Regions from separate parts of the Mus musculus genome. Here region 1 is linked to region 2. Evidence: chromatin contacts called from public promoter capture Hi-C data. All regions are on one chromosome and are shown on one strand. Each heading gives the region's core, a stretch centred on a gene start, on an enhancer-like site or on the middle of the called end of the contact. The rest is flanking DNA. Distances are from core to core; before and after follow the strand shown.

What was found. Promoter capture Hi-C pulls out the DNA fragments that hold promoters and counts their contacts.
Region 1: a contact with region 2 is called in a promoter capture Hi-C map of the C10 cell line, with 17 times the contacts expected there. The contact joins the promoter of Tnfrsf21 here to the promoter of Crisp2 in region 2. A contact is called at or near these places in 2 of 39 promoter capture datasets (the C10 cell line and cranial neural crest) and 2 of 115 datasets of contacts at active chromatin or transcription factors (fetal liver and large pre-B cells).

Annotation. Positions count from the first base shown.
Region 1 is chr17:43,014,149-43,019,972 of GRCm38.p6, reverse strand. Tnfrsf21 (tumor necrosis factor receptor superfamily, member 21) reads right to left here and starts at 3,418. Exons shown (of 6, transcript NM_178589.3): 1 at 2,881-3,418. The coding sequence starts at 2,976.
Region 2 is chr17:40,792,048-40,797,956 of GRCm38.p6, reverse strand. It overlaps Crisp2 (cysteine-rich secretory protein 2), which reads left to right and starts at 3,811. Exons shown (of 10, transcript NM_001204071.1): 1 at 3,811-3,929; 2 at 4,637-4,719.

The DNA.
Region 1 (5,824 bases), core at 2,169-4,668, 2.2 Mb before region 2:
AGACTGACTCACTCCAAAGGTCCTTGTGAACGTCTCACTTATATTCCCCAATTAATCAAGCCACCGTCTCAGCTACCTGCCAGCAGTCCTTCTCTGTCCTTACACTCACCAAACAACTTGAAGTTGTGAAACGGGCAGTGTGGTACGTGGGTGAGAGAGAGTAGGAGCCAAGGAGTTCCAGCCCAGAGTCACCACATACTACAACAGACCAGTAAGATTCTTGGAGACTATTTTCTCATCCGTAGAATGGAGGTGACACCCGTTTGACAGGGATAGTGGCATATTCTGTATAAATTAGCTCGCTGCTCTTTTGACAAGTTCATATGATAGGCATACATATCAGAGCCTATAGTAAGCTCTTCATGCTGATAGAAAAAAAAAAGAGCCACAAAAAACAACAAAGACTGCTATGAAAAAAAAATGAGAGAAGGGCAATTGGAAGCCATCATTATTTCTTTATCTAACCACCCTGTATATACATAGCATTAACCTTCCTGTATCCCCCATTATTCTTCTAGGTACCTCACACCATGTTTACTTGAGCTGTCCTACCTGGTGTCTGCTGTTAATGTGGCCAAGATTACCAATGGGACCAATTCTCCTGAGAACAGAGTCACCAGATCACTGTTGTATACAGAAACAGGGCCCGTCCTGATGACTGGACCGTCCAAAGTGGGGATGGAGAAGGTCATTGCATAGCTCCTGATGTTTCCTGGAGTATTCCCACACTCCAGGATGGTCAGCTCACCCTCCTCCTACTCCATCAATTTAAAGAAAGCCCTTTTGCCATAGTTACCAGGAAATCAAGGAACCCTGTAGCATCGTCACCTTGAGATTGTCTCTAAAATACCTTTCATAAACTTCATCAAACTGTCAAACTTATACTGTAGGTCATCAGTTGCAAATCTGGGTGCAATCTGTGGGTACATTGAGTTTGATCATTTAATAAAAAGAACTAGGCCCTTTCTTGGTTACTTAAAGCATATGGTTTTACTATGCTGAGACCTTCAAGGACCTATATATCAGGCTAAAAGTTAAAAAATAATTCCAGATTACGACTATACATTGAGCACTAACTTTAGATTGGATTTGAGTGGACTGATCTATAAGTATTGTATAAGGATTGTATCTGTGTGGAGCAGGGACACACGGCAGTATATGCTCATCACGGAAGCAGGTCTAAGACCTTTGGAGGGAACTCAGCAAGGGACCTAACTCAGGTCATTAGGATCAGTGCTTCCTTGAACTCGTTCAATCTAAGACTGTCAATTCAAGTCCACGGTCCCAAAGACTCTCTGATTATTTACTATCCACACTTGTTTAAAGGGCTTGGACTTTGCCATTGTTATAAAAAGACAGAAAAGCGTCTCTCAAGGGACACTGAGATTTACCTCATAAATGCTAAGAACAACAAACTTTCTTTAGCCCTCTCTCTCTCTCTCTCTCTCTCTCTCTCTCTCTCTCTCTCTCTCTCTCTCCCTAAACACACACACACACACACACACACACACACACACACACACACACACACACACACACACACAGAAAGAGAGTCAGCCAGAGAGAGAGACAGAGAGAGACAGAGAGAACCAGAATGTCTGTAGAATGAATTCCCAGGCCATAGCAACTGTCATGCCTTGGGATGGAAGCAGTAGATCTTGGCTGGCCAGGCAGTAAGCCCTTTAGAGGAAGGAGACAAGAGGCCTGCCTTCCCTTACACAGCCCAACCATGAAAACAAGCTCTTTTTTGTTTTTGTTTAGTTTTTAGCTAACAACCTTCATCCTCCCTGCAGGGATGAAAGACATGATTGGTTTATAGCATCTCAAGGGTTTGAATTCAAATTTTCTTCCACCTAATTCCCCACTTGGCCCCAATATTGGAAATAAAGGGCCAGCTGGGGGTAAGTTTTGGATAAGGGATGATGTCAGGTTTTGATCAGATAAAGTGATGGAGGATTGCAATCCGGGCACGCCCCAGATTTGGGTGCTGAGAGAGCCTGCATCATCTTGCTTGGTGACATGTCTAAACACAGAAAGGGAGAAATAAGAAAAGGATGGGGAAAATTAATCGTCCTTTATGTAGCTCTTTCCCCTCCCCCTCGACTGAGAGCCACAGCGCCGGTTGGCTCCAAGCCTGTGCTTTAGAGGCGCCTGGGTCTCTGGGTCCTTCTTCTCCTCCTCCCCCTCCCACCCCACCCCCACCACCCACCCGGGCTCCTTCTTCTTCTTCTTCTTTTGGCTTGCAGAAATCAGGACCCATCTGAACTAAGAGGGAGGAGAGAAGCAAGGAAGCTGAAGCAAGGGGTGGCCTGCGCCCTACTCCGGAAAGCTTCGCGCGCGGAAGCATGCAGCGGTTGCTCGCGTCCGGAGCGCACCGATCCGGCTGTCTCCACTGCGGTAGCATCCGGACATGACATTGCAGTAGCGACAAAGGAGCGGCCACAACCGGCAGCTGGCTACTGACAGGACTACTCGGGCCTCGCACCGCGCCGAGGGTCTGGCAGCGAATGATATTGGGGTGAGGCTGGGTGTTGGGGTGCGAGATAGGCCGAGTCGGGGGCAAAAACCCAAAAATGCGCAGGACCTCGAGGCGGACACCTCTCGCGCCTCCTTCAAGCAGCCAGATTGCAAGAAAAATAATTCTTTAACACTCACTAGCCTTAGCTCACCACACACACACACACACACACACACACACACACACACACACACACGATCTAGTAGGAGTCCTCCTCGGTCTGGCTATTGCCTTGTAACCAACCCTTCCAACCCGTCTGGTCCCACCGCGCGCCTCCGGCACTACGGGCCCGAGGACCCGCCCGGCTCCCGGACACAGGCTCGAACGTAGCCGCCACCCTAGGGTCCCCTCCTATCGCTCACCAGGAGAAGAGAGCCGGCGACCATCGTGGCTCCGACTTGGCCGGCGGTGCGGCTGCAAGAGGCGAGGGCGGTGATGCTGCTTGCCCGGGTCCCCATGGCCGAGCTCGGGGCTCGCAGCGGCGCCCGGGGCGCTCGGCCCCACGGCAGCTGGAATTGGTGGCTGTTTCTGCCCAGCGCCGCATCCACCGCCGCCTCACGGGCGGTGAGCCCATCTACCTCCAGCAGCCCATGTGCACTGCAGCAGCCAGGCACCCAGGCGGAAGAGGGAGGCAGCAGGGGAGGCTCCGAAAGGCGCTCAGCACCTGCCCAGGGGCGCTGGCGCCCGGGCGGTGAGAAGCAGGCGCGCTCGCAACCCGCGCCTCCCGGTGCTCTCCAACGACAGCGGCTGCGGAGAACCAGAGAGCAGGGCTAGCCGCGACAGTGCTAAAGAGCGACTTCCCATAGCGAAGCTTCCAGCCACTATCAAGCACTCGCCTCCTCCGCTGCCTAGACCGGCCGGCGAGGGACTGAGTCGGATGGCCACTCAGCTCGGGGACACACGTGGTGGCGCCGAAGGGGCGGAGAACGACCCTTTGTGATGTCACCCGGGAGGAGGCCGGGCTCTTTGTGCAGATGGAAAGAACTCAAGGCGCTCCAGAAACCGAGGGGAAGGAGAGGGTGCCCCTTGGCGTTAGCTGGAGGAATTGCGTTTGCTTGTTAACCTGCACACACCCCTCACCCCGACTTAACTTTAAAAAAAAAAAATGATTCCAAGTAGATTGTATGTAAAACAGAGACTATTTTCTTTTCCTAACATAAATATTAACAACAGCCAATATAACTTGCGCATAATGGCGCAGGCCTGTATTTTCATTGCCAGGAAAGCTGAGGAAGGAGAATTTGAAGTTGGAGGGAAATTCTGAGCTACACAGAAAACTCCTATCTCATGCATGCATGCATGCATGCATGCATGAATGAATGAATGAATGAATGAATGACCTGAGCATAACGGTGCCATTAAGCACTCTGTATAATGAGAATATGAACTTCTCCAATTCCAGGCCAGCCAAAATTGGAGTTCTACACAAGCCTGGCTTACAGAGCAAAATCCAGTCTCAGAAATCAATCAATCAATCAATCAATCAATCAATCAATTAAAGGAGCTAGAAAAAAAGCAAAAACCATGGAGCTTACATCAATTGCCAGACACAAAGAGACGTGTGTGTTGGTTCCCAAACTGCTGTGTTTTGAGGTCTGCTGTGTTCTCACAGTGGAGCAAAAGGAAAAAGCAAGTGTAGTCTCGGCATTTATGTGTGGCTCCCCTGCTTCCTGACTGCAGACCCGGTTTAACCAGCTGCCTCCTCTCCTCTCCTCTCCTCTCCTCTCCTCTCCTCTCCTCTCCTCTCCTCTCCTCTCCTCTCCTCTCCTCTCCTCTCCTCTCCTGCAATAACTGTATCCCTGAAACTGTTAGCCAGAAGAAACCTCCCCGTCTCTCAGTATTGTTGGCTATTTGTTCTCAGCAGTGAGGAACCTGGACAGAAACAACACTAAGCATCCCTGACAGGGAGTTGCCATGGTAGGAGCCCTATTTCCTTCCTTGCCAGTTACTACATGGAGAGTTGGTTCTTTTTCTCGGCATTCTTTGGAAGAATGAGATGTATTTAAAAATTAATATGAGGATTAATCCTACTCTCATCTTTCAAACATCTGCCAGTTAAAGAAATAAAACATATATTTAAAAAAGCTTGACCATAAACCCTGAAGGGGAATGCTGTAATATTAAGTTTCCAGTAAAAAATTTTTTTAAATTCTGAAAAATACTATCCTTAAATACAGAATTTTGTGAAAGGGGGTGATATTTCAACTTGAAATTCTCAAACTCTCTCCGAGGCTTCCAAAAGTGAAGGGGGATTACTATGTCTTCATGTATAATAGGGCCAATTAATTCTTCAAAACTTCAAATTATTGGCCACCACAATCAAAGGTCTTTCTGTTTAAAAGGGGGTGGGGGTGGGAAGTGAGATATTAAAGAAAAGGGGTCAGCTGACACCTTGCAGACAAATATGAGTTACTTGAGGTAATGTATGATTTGATCTTCCAAGCTGGGAGACTTTAATTTGGGTAAGTGTGGTTCTGACCTGCTCGTTCTCTTTGTTCTTCCTATTGTTTTCATGTTCCATAAGGTCCTTATGGGGCACTAATCATCAGAATTCAATTTTTCACGGGCCTTTGGGTTTGAGTTTGGTTTGGTTGGCTGGCTGCTTTTGGGTTGGGTCTTGCTGTGTAGCTCAGGTTAGCCTCCAGGGGATGGTTATCCTCCTTCATCACCACCTGAGTTACAGCCATGCAATCTCGATGCCTCTTGATACAATATATTCAGTTCATCTTGCTTACTGCTAACTAAGTAAAAACCCCTTAGTATTCTTCATCACAAACAAAAAACAAACAAAACAAAACAAAACAAAAGTGTCTATTGAATCTAGTTAGAATATAAAATGCTGGTGAGATGACTCAGCACTCAGCAGGTAAGAGCACTGACTGCTCATCCGAAGGTCCTAAGTTCAAATCCCAGCAACCACATGGTGGCTCACAACCATCCATAATGAGATCTGACGCCCTCTTCTGGTGTGTCTGAAGACAGCTACAGTGTACTTATTTATAATAATAGATAAATCTTTGGGATGGAGCAAGTGGGGCCAACCAGAGCAAATGGGGTTGGCTGGAGCGAGCAGAGGTCCTAAATTCAATTCCCAACAACCAGATGAAGGCTCACAACCATCTGTACAGCTACAGTGTGTACCCACATACATTAAATAAATAAATAAATCTTTCTAAACAATATATAAAATGCCATTTCTCTATTGCATGTTTAAAATAGAGAAATGTCTTTCATTTTACACTGTAAACTGTTTTAATTACTTCACAACCACATATTCAATGGCATACAGATGTCCTTACTTACACA
Region 2 (5,909 bases), core at 2,562-5,061:
TGAAGTGTCCCTCCTTGTCTTTTTTGATGACTTTGGGTTGGAAGTCAATCTTATCAGATATTAGGATGGCTACTCCTGCTTGTTTCTTCATACCATTTGCTTGGAAAATTGTTTTCCAGCCTTTCATTCTGAGGTAGTGTCTATCTTTTTCTCTGAGATGAGTTTCCTGTAAGCAGCAAAATGTTGGGTCTTGTTTGTGTAGCCAGTTTGTTAGTCTATGTCTTTTTATTGGCGAGTTGAGACCATTGATGTTAAGAGATATTAAGGAAAAGTAATTGTTGCTTCCTGTTATTTTAGTTGTTAAAGGTGGCATTCTGTTCTTGTGGCTGTCTTCTTTTAGGTTTGTTGAGGGATTACCTTCTTGTTTTTTCTAGGGCGTTGTTCCCGTTCTTGTATTGGTTTTTTTCTGTTATTATCCTTTGAAGGGCTGGATTCGTGGAGAGATAATGCGTGAATTTGGTTTTGTCGTGGAATACTTTGGTTTCTCCCTCTATGATAATTGAGAGTTTGGCTGGGTATAGTAGCCTGGGCTGCAGTTTGTGTTCTCTTAGTGTCTGTATAACATCTGTCCAGGCTCTTCTGGCTTTCATAGTCTCTGGTGAAAAATCTGGTGTAATTCTGATAGGCTTGCCTTTATATGTTACTTGACCTTTTTCCCTTACTGCTTTTAGTATTCTATCTTTATTTAGTGCATTTGATGTTCTGATTATTATGTGTCGGGAGGAATTTCTTTTCTGGTCCAGTCTATTTGGAGTTCTGTAGGCTTCTTGTATGTTCATATGCATCTCATTCTTTAGATTTGGGAAGTTTTCTTCAATAATTTTGTTGAAGATGTTTGCTGGACCTTTGAGTTGAAAATCTTCATTCTCATCCACTCCTATTATCCGTACGTTTGGTCTTCTTATTGTGTCCTGGATTTCCTGGATATTTTGAGTTAGGATCTTTTTGCATTTTCCATTTTCTTTGATTGTTGTGCCGATGTTCTCTATGGAATCTTCTGCACCTGAGATTCTCTCTTCCATCTCTTGTATTCTGTTGCTGATGCTCAAATCTATGGTTCCAGATTTCTTTCCTAGGGTTTCTATCTCTAGTGTTGCCTCGCTTTGAGTTTTCTTTATTGTGTCTACTTCCCTTTTTAGGTCTAGTATGGTTTTGTTCATTTCCATCACCTGTTTGTATGTTTTTTCCTCTTTTTCTGTAAGGACTTCTACCTGTTTGATTGTGTTTTCCTGTTTTTCTTTAAGGACTTGTAACTCTTTAGCAGTGTTCTCCTGTATTTCTTTAAGTGATTTATTAAAGTCCTTCTTGATGTCCTCTACCATCATCATGAGATATGCTTTTAAATCTAGGTCTAGGTTCTCAGGTGTGTTGGGGTTCCCTGGACTGGGCGAAGTGGGTGTGCTGGGTTCTGGTGATGGTGAGTGGTCTTGGTTCCTGTTAGTAAGATTCCTCCGTTTACCTTTCGCCATCTGGTAATCTCTGGAGTTAGTAGTTATAGTTGACTCTGTTTAGAGATTGTTCTTCTGGTGATTCTGTTACCGTCTATCAGCAGACCTGGGAGACAGATTCTCTCCTCTGAGTTTCAGTGCTCAGAGCACTCTCTGCTGGCAAGCTCTCTTACAGGGAAGGTGCGCAGATATCTTGTATTTGGACCTCCTCCTGGCCGAAGAAGAAGGCCCAAAACAGGACCTTTCTCAGACACTGTGTTGCTTTGGCAGTTCCCAGGTGGTACAGACTCTCACCTAAGCAGACTAAATTCCTAAGTTCCTTGGAGTCCCGGGACCAAGATGGCGACCGCTGCTGCTGTGGCTTAGGCCGCCTCCCCAGCCGGGTGGGCACCTGTCCTCCGGTCCGGAAGGTGGCCGGCTGTCCCCGGCCCACACAGGGTGCTGCCTCAGCGCCTCTGTGCTTCTGCCTGTTCCAGAAGCTGTCAGGTTCTCTGGCGCACCCTCTCACCTGTTCAGACTAATTTCCTAAGTTCGGCGGGTCTGGGACCAAGATGGCGACCGCTGCTGCTGTGGCTTAGGCCCTATTTGTTACTTATTAAGCACTTAATATAGTAAAGACCTCCAGCACGTCATGGATATCTTTTTGCAGTCTTTTAAACTTGGTTTCTGACCTTAGATTCTAAAGTTCAGATGCAAGGAAATGTTCACATTCCTGCGTCTTATGATTTTCTTTCAGTCAAAGCTTTTGACTTTTCAGGTCAGTAACAGATCTTGGTCTATTAAAGACCCAGGTCCTTTTCTATACTTCCCTTGGGAACCTGTCCTTGTAATTCACAGACAATTAGCTGTCATTTCTATGTTTCTAAGGTCTACTACCTGTCTTTGAAACACATTTTACACAATTATTAATAATTAATAGCATGTCCATACCTTAGAACATACAAAAGTAGCAGTTCTCAACCTGTTGGTTGTGACGTCTTGAATGACCATTTTACAGGAGTCACCTATCAGAGGTCCTGCATACCAGATATTTACATTATGATTCATAACAGTACCAAAATTAAAGTTATGAAGTAGTAATGAAACAAGTTTATGCTTGGGGGGGGTCACCACAGCATGTGATACTATTGTACAGTAGTATTACAGAAAACCACTGCTATAAGGGCAGACATCATATTTTATTTGTTCTCATGACTTCCTAATACGTCACAGCATCTGCTTTGTAGTATGAGTTCAGTTGAAGTTTGATAACATTAAAGCCATAGTGAGGAAAGAAAGAAAATGGAACCAACTTGGGAGACAACACAATACCAACATAATTATTATATCACCAGATCACAGATTGAGAATCTTTGTTTATATGTTAAAGAAGCCTTTTGTTGGGTCTCAAATAGTAAAAAACCTCTAATAATCAAATGGCAGAGGGAAACATGTATACTGTGAGCAGCTGTAAACACACTAGCCAAGAAAAAATACATAAAAGTTTTCTTTGCCTAACTGTGCTCAGGGATGATTATGGCTTTGTGAAGTGGTCTGGGTGATTTGACATTGCTTGAAATACGCTGTCTTCATCTTGCATTATGATTACACTTTTATCACTATTGTCACATAACTATCATATTGATCTAGACGTCAAAATTCCTCTATGGGTGAGGGAGCTTAATTGGAGATCTTCTAACTCTTCTTTTCAGCAATGAGCTAACCCTCCCCCTTTCTATCCACTAAATCTATCATTTATAGTCCAGCTGTGAAGACCACACAGTGTTCATTAATGAAGGAAAACTAGCTTTTTGACCTGAGTATAGATATCTTTGGTCAGGAAATTCAGGTATTAAAAAGCTGACCCAGCTATCGTTCTTGAGTTTTCTGACCACCAAACTTGTGTGTAACAAAGATAACCAGGGAGAGTTAACAAACAAACAAACAAACAGAAAACCAGAATGCTAACTCTTTGGGACTGAATGCATTTTTTTTTTTTTTTTTTTTTTTTTGGCCACGATTCAGTTGGGACTGCCACGATTCTGAAAATGTAAGAAAGCCTTTAAGTAAGACGTTTCTGGTTTTCGTTTTCAATTATGAAGCTCATTCACTCAGACATTCTGGAAAGGGAGCGCTTGCTTCTCTATCCACGTCCCTGGGCTTTCAAACTCCTGAAATACTTCCTATCTTCTCTTCTTGGTTCTCTGTTGAGTAAACAGATACTGACTCCAGCACCCCTCACAAATGGCGAAAACAAATGATAACTTTATATTTTAAAGGGGTAAATATAAAAGAAGTTCTCCCGTGGCATCCTACACAGCGGTGACTGAGAGAAGGGTGGAGAGATCTATGCAGAGCATTTACTTTGACAGAATAAAGCCTCGTGACACCGCCCCCACGTGGCGGCTGGAGGCGGTTATCGTTGCTCACCGAGGGGAGGGGCAACAAGAGCCCTTTCTGGCTCCTTCCTGACAGCATGAAGACCTGTGCTGTTGAACCAGCGTAAATATTAGGGCGGGCTGGGAGAGTGGATGTGACCAGGGTGGAGAAAATGAGTGAAGGTAGTGCAGAGAAAGATGTGTGAGGTTAGGAGCCGTCAGCAGATCCCAGAACAACTGTTAGTTCACTTTTCCTAGCAAGAAATCACTAGAGATTTCCTCTTGACCTTAAGAAATTGTCCTGTGTGTTTGATTTCTACCGAGTCACGGAGGAAGCTTGAAACAATTTCAAAGTCTGACTTTTCTGCAGTCGAATGAAAAATGTCAGTCTTTTATTCAGGACTTCATCAATTAGATCTAGGGTCATTAGCTCTTCCAAACATCCTGTCATCGACTTCCGGAATAGAAAATGTGACGTTATATTGATCAAACACCAATGCACATAGTCAACATTGTTGGAGTTAAAGACAACAGCTTTTGAAACATGTGAAGCACGAAGTGCTAGATCAAAGAGGATATTTCACTACATGCTGAGGTTTTTTTTTAGGGTGGCAGCCAAACAGCGATTACTGAATTTGTTAACAAGCAGGCTTTTTAGTTTACAGTGAAGGAAATGCTGAAGTACAATCAGTGCCCCAAAGCAGGTTATAGTGACATCAAAGATTGAAGAATTAAGAGGACATTAACTAACAGGTTGTAAGTCTGTGATAAAGTGTAGACAATATAAGGCTGTCTTTACATCGTTGTCCAAAATTGTTTTCCCTCTTCCAGGACAAAGAAGGGAAACACCATAGCCCTCACACTTTAGAAGAGGCATGCCCTCCTGATCCTAAAACATCGGAAGGAAGGACAAGGTATTGTTCTATTTATATGTAGTAAGGAGAGCATGATAGCCACTTTCTCACCTAAGTATAAATGTAAGTTTCAAGAATAAAGATAAAAAAGAGGGAATGTGTAAGATATTTTTCCTTGAATATATTTTCAGCAAAGGTATCCTTTCTTGGACTCAACAAAGATGACGGCAGTTTGGATTGGAACAATATGAGTGTGTCTTTGAATAAGGATGCTGTTGATTCATTTTCCTTATGTTAAGGTGGACCATGCCTTCAGCACTTGATTCTTTTCTAGACTATACTGTCTTTTTCCCCACTGTGACACAATGACGATTTAAAAAAAAAAAAAGGTTTCAAACAATTTGGAAATTAACTTTCAACCAAATCACATTTTTTTAAAAATGGAAATATCTGATAGGGTTAGCCAAATTTAAGTACTGCAATTGATAATAAAAATATCATTATTGAATATGTATGGTTATGTACATTATAGTGTATGTGTTAGGAGTTTTACAAAATTTTGTCTTTGAATTTTCAAAGTAAAACTATAGAAATTCATTTTTTTTTTTTTTTTTTTTTTGGTCTAAGAGAACATAGTGGCTGTGGTAGATTTCCTGAGCTTGCTCATTTCAAAGACTGTATCTTAACAGTAAACTATAGATAGGAAGTAAAAGTCATAAAAAGTTGATTCAGGAAAGCATTCAGTTATAAAATATGTTTTATTTATTTTCTGAGGCGTTAAATAGTCTTGGGTAGTCAATACAGAAACACAAGTTTCCAAAGACATTGTCTAGAATCTAGACTCTAGATTGTAATATGCTTAAGAACTTTTTTCAATTTTAAAAGTTTTATTATTCAAAATATTAATACTTTGTCTAGATGCTATTTGTTTGCTCTATTTTCTAAAACATTATAATTGTTACAAATTTATTATTTTATTTTATGTAACAATATTTCATTGAAATAAAGAACAGTATTTAAATAAATTTCAGCTAATTCTTTTCTATCCTACTCACTGGTATGCAGTTCTTTCACTAAGGAACATCTCACAAAAGTTCAGGCAATTCTGGACTCCTTATAAATATTGTTTTCTTTCCAAGCCCCTACACCCATATGTTTGTAAGCATTTCAGCAGCACGGAGGCATTATCTGGTAAGGAAGCAAAGGCCATAGTTTAGATATGAACCAAATAATAAAGACCTGGCAGTGAA